Linked DNA regions of Manis pentadactyla: region 1 is linked to region 2. Evidence: chromatin contacts called from public Hi-C data. All regions are on one chromosome and are shown on one strand. Each heading gives the region's core, a stretch centred on a gene start, on an enhancer-like site or on the middle of the called end of the contact. The rest is flanking DNA. Distances are from core to core; before and after follow the strand shown.

Evidence for each region. A called contact is a pair of places that touch in the nucleus more often than the background predicts.
Region 1: a Hi-C map of blood shows a contact between it and region 2, with 3 times the contacts expected there. The contact joins the promoter of LOC118909639 here to the promoter of C1H21orf62 in region 2. A contact is called at or near these places in 3 of 3 Hi-C or Micro-C datasets (blood, fibroblasts and skin fibroblasts).

What each region holds. Positions count from the first base shown.
Region 1 is chr1:185,479,602-185,484,441 of mManPen7.hap1, forward strand. LOC118909639 (nucleolar pre-ribosomal-associated protein 1-like) reads left to right here and starts at 2,313. Exons shown (of 39, transcript XM_036880308.2): 1 at 2,313-2,568. The coding sequence starts at 2,445.
Region 2 is chr1:185,182,083-185,187,037 of mManPen7.hap1, forward strand. It overlaps C1H21orf62 (chromosome 1 C21orf62 homolog), which reads left to right and starts at 3,361. Exons shown (of 2, transcript XM_036880173.2): 1 at 3,361-3,699.

The sequences.
Region 1 (4,840 bases), core at 1,063-3,562, 300 kb after region 2:
GGAGATGAACTGGCCAGCTATGAGAGGTTGGACACTTCCCTTGGCTAATTCATCTCAGTCCAGGGGCTCCTTCATGTATTTGTAGACTCAAAACCCTGCACCTTGAGGCTTTCTGACAGCATTCCAAGAGTCAATCTGCCTTTTAGGATGAACTGAATTAAGCAAGTTCAAGACTCAGGTCTGTGTACTCATTTATATAGTCATTTATTTATTCAACAAATATTTATTGAGCCTTATAATGTGCCAAGACCTGCTCTAGGCAGTGAGAATGGAGCACTGAAATTTGTTTTGTGCCATTATAAAGTGTACATTTCAATAAAGGAGTTTCACAAACAAATATCTAGTATCACCAGTAGGTGATAAGGGCAATAAAGGAAAACAGAGGTAAGAAACAGGAAGTGAAATATGGATAGGAAGAGGTCACAAGAGAGGAGTATGTGCCAAGCAGGTCTGGGCCATGATTCAGAGGGAACAGCAAGTGTAAAGGCCCCGAAGTAGATGCTAACCCAGAATGTTGTAGGAACAGTGATGCTTATCAATAAACCAGACTGTTCTTGGGGGCAAATAAGGTCCCTTCTCTCCAGACAGACCTTTTATATAGAAAGCTGTATCACTATCCAGAAATTCGTTGGTGAGCCTGGTATTTGAACAAGTGGGGCTAGTGACCTGGCATCAAAGACTCAACAGCATCAGGCTTAATCTGAAGTACCCGTCTGTACTCTGAGCCATGCCTCATCAGGTATGCCTCTGGCCAAGGCTGGGATGGGCACTGACAACTTGTTTCTAAATGGGGGTTAGGATTCACTGGGTGAGCGATCCACTGTTTATTAGCTGGGTAGTACTGGCAAGTTCCCTCACCCTCTACGTCTTTGTAAAGAGAGAGAATAATTTGCCCAGGTTGCACGGGCAGAAACTGAATACAGGGCTTTTGACTGTTTCCTACCTCTCCCTGCTGCCTCTATGGTCAGGCTCACTGCAGCTGCAAACAAAGTTGGTGGTTGGCAACCAACCACAGAACAGAAGCACTGTCGACAAAAGGCTGTCTTTACTAATAAGCGGGTTGCCTTTTTCAGCGTGAATTGTGAGCACACCTCTCTCTTAACACTGCCGCATGAGCGCAGATGTGCTGGGGTGACTCTGTCTGACCCACCTGCAACATGGGCATTTCCACAGGCACAACAGTCTTGCCAGGCCAGAGGCTCAAGGTCCACACAATGGGCTTTTTCCACTAGAGATTTGGAAACCCTAACAGGCCACAAAAGACCACGTCCTTAGATACTCATTACACATCAGAGATCACAAGGCAGTATTTGCTCCGACTAGAGGGTTCCGGTAAATCACCGAATTACTCATCTAAGGAACTGGTTCATGATTTACTTGAACACACAACCAAGTATTGATGAAGTCATATTAAATGCACCAGCCTGTTTTTACTTAGTCCTTTACTCCTGAACTTTTTTTCAGAGCATGTAATAACGTCTTACAAAAACACAGTACAATTTTCCCATCAAAGCAGTTTTTCATACACTGCATCACTTTCTCAGCTCAGGACACCCGCAAAAATTAGGTAGGGCTGGCTTTGCTGGCTCTCTTTCAATGAGGGGATCTGAGATATGGAGGCGGCTGCACTGTCCCCCAGAGGTTTTCACAGACCCTACTTCACCCCTGGCGCCCTGCATGGCCAAAAGGGCTCCAGTCCTCTCACCAGTTTAGCGAAGCCTGGGGTGGAGGTCAGTCTGGCGCAACATTGCACCAAACAAACCGGGTAAACTAGGGGTCAGAGTTAGGGGCCTCGCACGACCCTTGGCTCAGGTGCCCGAGGGCGGCCCTCCCGGCATAAGCTTGCCTGGCATTTCGCCAGGAGCATCCACCCTCCGCGTGTCTGCTGGGCCCCGAAGAGGCAAAGCGACACACCCCGCGGAGTGTCATGCATGTTCTTCAATCGGCACCGCTAGAGAGCCCCCAGATCGAGAACTGCTGTGAGCGAGCTCCAATGACGCCCCGGGCTCCCTTCGGGGCATGGAAGATGCGGGGCTTCCACCCGCCAAGGCCCCCGAGAGGCCCGTCGGGGGCAGGGGGCGCGCCCCACGTACTCGTCGCTGCGCAACTCTGCTGGGGTGTCGTAGGTGTCCGCTCGCCCTCAGCCGGGAGTTGATTAGAAACGATGACGGACACAGAGGATAAGTAAAACATTGCACCCACACCACCACCTTCCGGTCCGAAAGCACACCCGCCGCCCCACCCCTTCCGCCGGACCAGAGAGCCCCCCGCCCCCGAGGCCCTGCCCCTTCCTCCTGTCCAGACGTTCTCCCGAGGCCCCGCCCCTTCCGCCGCCGACTTTCCCATTTCCGGACCACGAGTTCCCCTAAAATTTGGCTTTACTCTCCAGCGCGGACCCTGCCAGAACCGCGGGTGTGTGGGTCCCGGCCACCCCAACCTTAGGCATGGGGACCCCCAAGAGGAAGGCCCCGGGCGGCCAGGACGGCGCGGCAAAGCGGGCCCGCCGCGAAGAGCTCACGGGCGTGCGCTTCAAGGCTCAGCTGAGGGACCCGCAAGGCGCGGAGCCGGGTGAGTTTGGGGCAGGCCCGGGCGGGAGCGGGTGCGAGCCGGGCGGCCTCCAGGCCCAGTGTGGGGGCTCCTCAGTCTGCCCCCCACAGGCCCTCCTTTCTGCAGCTTTGCGGTCACCGAGGGTCGGAACCCAGCCTCTCTACCCGCCGACGGGAAACCGAGGCCCGGTGCTTGGGCTCCCAGGGTCCCGGACCGGCCGGGGCCGCTGTGGGTCGGCCCGCCGCACTTCTTGCCCTGCGCTGTCAGTCAAGTCTGGAGGGCTCGACCTGCTATTGTGACAGGCCCCCGCGACTTAACGCCCCCACCTGGCCCGCGCAGCATCCCTGAGCAAGTGCTGAAACCTTTTTATTGCTATTGTTAGGAGAGCAAATAATTGAATTGCTCAGTCACGCAACAAATACTGAAGGAGTTCCGACTGTGAGTCTACTGGGGGCCGCTCAGGGACACACTGTTCCTCCAGGGTGTCAGCGCCATTTTCAATAGCTCTCACCCTCCGAAACTCACACTGACCTGAGAACATGCAGTAAGCTACCAGGTGAAGCCACCACGAGGACTTGGCAGTTGACCGAGGTGGACTAGTGACTGCTGTGGAGCAGATGCTTTAATTTCACATTTGCAAAGTGTGACCACCCTGCACAAGTCCTTGTAATCCATTAGAAAGTATGTAAGTTAGAGGGAAAAAAAGCAATTGAATATTCTAGTACGTGGAAACACCGGTACTGTGCCCAAATAAAACAGTGACAGTGTTTCTTCCAGGTTAGGGAAATGATTAAATTAATGACTAGAATACCTTCCATTTCCAGTTTTTCTGTCATGGGCCAGGTTTTCTGTCATAGTAGGTTTGATACCTGCACCTGCTAGCCAGTGCTAGGAAGGTGATACCTGGTTTAGCACCGAATTAATACATTTCATTCATTCATTCCTTAATTCCTTATTTACTTGGAGCTGTTATTTGCTAGGCAGAGATGAAATGGTGAGTGAAAGTTAGACACCAGCCCTGCCGTTGTGGAGCTCACAGACAGTCCAGTGGGGGGGCAGATGCCAGTAAAATCACACGGGAGCACTTTCAACACAAGTGCCCCAAAGGAAATGGACACAGTGCCTGTGGGCCTCGGACCTGATCTGGAAGAGACAAAAGTCTCCCCTGAGGACGTGGCTTTTCATCAGAGTTGTAGGATGGGGCAGGGACAGAGACAGGAACCTCTGTGACAGAGGAAAGAGCATGTTTAATTATTTCAAAGATTGTATCACATGTGCATTCCTGGTTTTGCCCAGGAGCTCCATGCCACTCAGTGCTGCATGTGAACAGGTTTCAGAAGAAACCCGGGTCAGTGGGTGCACGTGAAGTAGTTGGAAGATGTGGCCAGGCTGAAGTCAGTGGGCGGAAGTGCGAATCCCTTGTGTGAGATACGAACCTGTGTTTCAGTCTGATCTCTATCTTAAACTCTCCATCACTAAATGCCCTCATAACTTCCTGTGATATGCCTTCTTGAAGGTCAGGAAAGTGGGATTGAGGGATGTTACAGGGTTTTGTTTTTATTCAAATATTTGGGAAGGTTTTGATTTTGATTTTATTTTTGTGTCCAGCTTTATTGAGATATTATGGACATAAAACGATTGAAGTTTAAGGTGTACAACGTGATGACTTGATAACTTGTGTGATGAAATGATGACCACAATAAGGTTAGCTAACACCCCGTTCCCTTCTATAATTATCTTTTTTGTGAATGGTGATAATGTTTAAAGTCTACTCTCTAAATAATTTCCATTTGTAATGCAATACTGTCAGTTATAGTCACTGTGCTAGATATGAGATCCCCAGAACATACTTTTCGTGTAACTGTAAATTTCTGCCCTTTGTCCAGCATCTGCCCATGTCCCCCAGTCCCCAGCCCGGGGACCTCCATTCTATTCTGTATGTTTGGCTTTTTTAGCTTCCACATGTAAGTGGAAACATACAGTATTTGTCTTTCTTTGTCTGACTTCTTATACCTGCGGGGAGAGCTGCAAGGCTGGATTGGGAAAGACCCACAGGGTTCTCAGGGGTGGATCACTGTCAGCATCACAGAGGATCCCTGGGTCAAGAACGGCTCTGCTCTAAACCAGTTGCTTTGAAAGTTGTTGCCCGGGACTTCACTGACGGTAGCAGAAAGGCTGTGTTGTCACTCTGCTTCTCCATCTCAGGAGGAGGCACTTCCAGTCACCTGGATGTTCCTGCCAGAAATCCCCCTGTGGCAGTAGCACCTGTGATTACTTCTAAGACCATTCATCT
Region 2 (4,955 bases), core at 2,111-4,610:
CTGGAGAGTAAATGGGAAAGGTGGTTATAGATGTTCAATCTTAATACACTGGGTATTGGATGAATGTGCTACCAGGAGCTGGCACTGCTCTGGGGATAAAAAGAAAGAAAGAAAACAAAATCAGTAAAGGACAAACTTAAAATTCAAACAGTGAACAAGCACCGCTTGACTCTGCAGCTGAACACCACAGACTGAAATGTGGTTTCATGACGCTTCCCAACACTTATATTTGCTAAATCAACTTCAACTGTGTAAGCCAGTTAACACAAAGGGAAAATGGAAATAAATGTTTATTTGCTTAAAAGACGGGGAGATAGGAACTGTGAGGTGAGTGTTCCAAAAGCCACACACAGAGATGCAGCCTGACTTCCTCAGCAGCTGCTTGTCTCGCCTTCAAGTTTCCAGGGAGAATCCGGCTCCATGTGCACCCACTTGCCCCTACTCAGTGAGAGGTCCTGGAAGGCATCAGCATCCTAAACAGAGACAGTGACAAAGAGCAATAATCGGAACAGCCACCACCTTTGCACACCTTTGTGCACTGCTTACATGCCATACTTTATGCAGCTTAGTTCGTCATTAAAACAAGGAGCAGGTGACATCATCTGTGTCCTGTAGACTGGGTCGTCCAGAGCTGCTGCATGGATTCAGCATGGTCCTCTAGGTGCCAGGCTCCTTCATGTTCATGCTCTGCTCTCCTCAGGGGTAGGAACTGTTCCCCTGACTTGTGTCTGTGTTCGGGCAGGAAGAAGCAGAGGAGGCTGTGCCAGCAAACTTCCACTTACCTTAGCCACAACTTGTCACTGGCATCTCATTCAGGGTTCCTGGTGGTTACAGACAAGAGAGTCCAGTCTAGCTCTCCGAAATAGCAAGGAGTTTCTTAACACAGAGATAGTTCTGGAATCATTGCCAGGGCTGAACAGGCTCTAGGCTGAACTCAGAAAGTCACCACTGACTAGGAGCTGCTCCCTCTTCCAAACCAGAATTATGAGGCCACCTCCAACAGGGAAGCCAGTACCACAGTGATTGGCTCTTAATCAGGACGTCTGCCACCTCCAGGAAGTACATCAGTCAGAAAGCCACACCCTCGTGCCAGCTCCCAGACTAGGCCAATTCTGCTGAGACCAGTGCCAGCAGTGGAGACGCCCAGAACTCTCCTCTTGTCCTCACTGAACTCAACTCCCAAACAAGCCTCATGGTCCTCTCTCCATGGGACTCAGTTCAGAATTAAGGTAAATGATAAAACTTAAATCAGGTCTGGGGCCCCAGCTGCAATGGCAGTTGAGGGCTTTGCCAGTTGAGTATTTTAGCTTTCCAACGTCTATAGCAGAGGCAGGCAAGAGAGGAAGGTTATGAAATAGAGAGGTTGAGTACTTTCAACTACTACATTAGCCACAATAGTTCTGGAAATTTGGGAAGGCTGGTGAGTGGTTGGCCAGCCTTTCCTTCCTCCATCCTGAGGCATCCTATTGATATATATCACCTCATGCAATCCTCACCTCAACCTTGCAATGAAGTATTGCTATTCCTCCTTTATATATAAGGAAATTGAGGGATGTAACATTTAAGTAATGATGTTCAAAAAGGTAGCAGAATTAAGACTTGATCCCAAATCCAAGTTCCACTAGTCTCAGAGAGTATAATTTATATGTTCACTTTGCTGAAACTAAACACCAACAAGAATGGATTTTATTTTCAATTCCCTTGCTCATGACTATGATTCACTGGCTTCTAAAATGCTGAATAGGCCTGGTGACCTCCCATTTCCAAGGCTTTTCTCTGGCAATTTTCTTAATTGCTTGAGTTGCTTGATCCCACAGGCCACCTGAGCAGCCAGATGACAGGTGTGTCAGGACTATGAGGAGTGAAGAAGAAGGTAGCATTTCTCCATCAGCTCACATCCTCCATTGGCCAAAGAATGCTCCAGGATGCATCACTGTCCATTCCTCTTACATCTGACCACTCCAATTCTAGCCTTTTTTTAAGGTCCAGATCAAATGCTACCACTCTACAATGACGTGTCCAATCTCCGTGGCACAATGTAGCCCACGTCTCTGAAATTCCCATGTATTTTCTTTGTACCTCCCTTCATACGTTTCCCACAATCAACCTACACAACCACCCTTTCCATATTATAACTTCCTTGAAGACAAGAATCACAGCATTTATCTCTGTTGTCCCTTAAACCTCTCAACATGGTACATGCATGTGGTAAGGGTTCACTAGATGAATAGTAGATGAATGAGGTTCCCGAATGAGATGCTCTCTTTAAAATACTATATGGTTTGCATCTAGGGAATTGATAAATCAATTGCTTTAGTTTCCTAGTGAGGCTTTTCTCTATCACCACCATCTGATTTCTCCAGTGTTTAGTGAGCCCTCATTGGTTAATGTATTACATATTTATTTGTTTTGTTGCTTTTAACCTTTAAAAAAGCAAACTAAAAAAGTGAACAGGGTATCCCCAGTGGATAAAAATTCTTTGATTTGCTCAAAATAGACAAATACACTGACAGAACAGACTAGCAAACTAACAAAGTCCCTGTCATCTTTCACCCAACAGAGCCCTGATATCTATACACCATCAATCCATTTGCAGAAATAATCAAATGTGCATACCAAAAACTTAAATTTCCCATGGGGAACAACCTACCAACTCAAAACAAATGGGAAACAAAATGAGTAGAAAGTAAAAGTAAAATTTGGAAAGACAGAATCAGCATGCTAAGTTCCATTGCTTCTGTTTGTTTTCTTGGTTATTGTTTTTTTGACTGAAGAATGGCTGATGTACAGTGTGTTGGCTTCAGGTGGACCACATAGTGATTCCACAATTCCATACATTAAAGAAAGTGTAGTTTCTTCCTGTCACCACAGAGACATTGCCGTGTTACTATGTTCCTGATGCTGCGCTTTTCATCCCTTTGACTTGTTTGTACTATAATTGAAAGTTTAGATTCACCTCTGGGATCCAAGGAAAGATGTGCCCATGAGATTGATGAATGTTTCTTGGTTCTGTTAGACCAATCCACTGGGCATCTTGGTGGAACTTCCAAAAATGTCAAAAGATAGCCTCAGAAAAAAATAAAACCATGATTCTCATACAGAAAAAGAGAGAGAGCAGGAAAGAGAGAGAGAGAGAGAGAGAGAGAGAGAGAGAGAGAGAGAGATCTACATGTTTGGAGGTAAACTTAGTTCATTTTCTCTTTGGAACAACTATGTAGGCCATTTTCTACACTGATTCAGGCATCTGCCATACATAACAATTCATCAGGCCAAAAAGAGTGCAACAAATCATGGAAGTAAAAGCCTCAAGGAATCTCCATGTTCTGCACTCAACCCACTCAATTTCCTGCTAAAGCAGAATTTCTTCCGTGACTGCCAGCCCATTAGGGTCAGCATACAGCAGCAGTCTCCTTTGTTCCTTCTGTAAACTTTCCACTTTAGAATCCCCAGGAGAGTGGCCAGCAGTCACCAAGGCAGGTTCTCTCCTGTCGTGTGGTAATGAAACTGGCAGGCTGGCGGCTTCCTCCTAGTTGCCATGGAAATCACCAGGGCTGCTGGCCCTCTGAAAACAGAAAACAGCAAGGGCGAGGGCCCGCAGTCCACCCCGCCCTGCAGATTAAACCAGTCTCAAGCCAGAGCCAAGGATTGAGCAGAGGTCTGTGGAGTGGAGAAGTGAGCCTCACACTGGAACTCCGAGGTGTAAGTGGTTTCTCTGTTCTTCTGTTTTGAAGGCATGTCTAGCATAACAGGCAGTTTTTAATAACCTCAGAATTTCTGCTGCATGGCAGGCAAGTTCTGTGGCGGTTTGAAGAGCCAGTGTCCGCATCACTGTCTTCTTGGAGCATTTGTATTTCCTGAACATAAGGTAACAGTTCTGGGTGGCTTCCCCATGAGACAATTTTTTCAGCTTTCAGGCATATGAATTGCTCTTTATTGAGATTCTGCCTTTAAAGGAAGTATTTTCACTGCATTAAGCAAAGAATGAAATGGTTTTTCTATTTAGTTTCTAAGTAGATAAACTAACTTAGGCTATTATAATATAACACGTATCTTCATGGAGCCTGGGCTTCTTGTTTCTACTTTAAAACATCTGGCCACCATCTTTTCCTATTTGTCTTCAATTCTAAATAACAATTAAACAAAAGAGGTATCAATCATCTCTCTTTTCCTTACTGTGATTCCAAAGAAAATAAGAAACTCTCAAAACATAAGCTTCCACTATTTCTTTGCTGTTTTTATCTAATAATACTGTATTTATTACTTATTTACTCACTACTTATTAGAAAACACAGGTTAAGGCAAAGCTAAAATTCTGATGAACATTAACATTTGGACGGGTTGGTTAGCTTTTTAAAAAATTTGTCATTTACTCAAATGTGAATAAAACATGATAAATACTGTAGTAAAAAGCAAGATAATGAGGATGTTTTAGAAAACCAGTAGTCCTTACACAGCTCTGCATAGATTTCATTGTTTAATAAACATATTGTGGGGCAGGTTTTTAGCAATAAGTGTGTTGGTATACTGAGGAAAGAAAATATTTCAGAGGAATTGTGCATAATATCGATAAAAACCTGTCCTTAAAAACCAGCAAAAGTATCAAACCACACTTGTTTGAAAATTTTTTAATGAAAAGAGTGATCTTTGGGAAGTTTTTAACTTTTGTTTTTATACCAAATAATGAAGTATGTTTGTGTGTAACAGAACTTGTTTCATTCCTTTTGTTTCCAATTCATCTAGCATGAGGGTTCCATATACACTAGGTTAAAGGCTACAGAGTCTGGTAATAGAATACAAGGCATGGAAGTTCACTTGAATAGGAACATGACCCTGGGATGGGAATGACACTATAATTTCCACCATGACTCCCTTGTCATATTTGGCTGTCTGAGTTGAAGTCTTAGCTGTTTCCTACTGGCTCTAGGACTTGGAGCAAGCTGTATAATTTCTCTGTG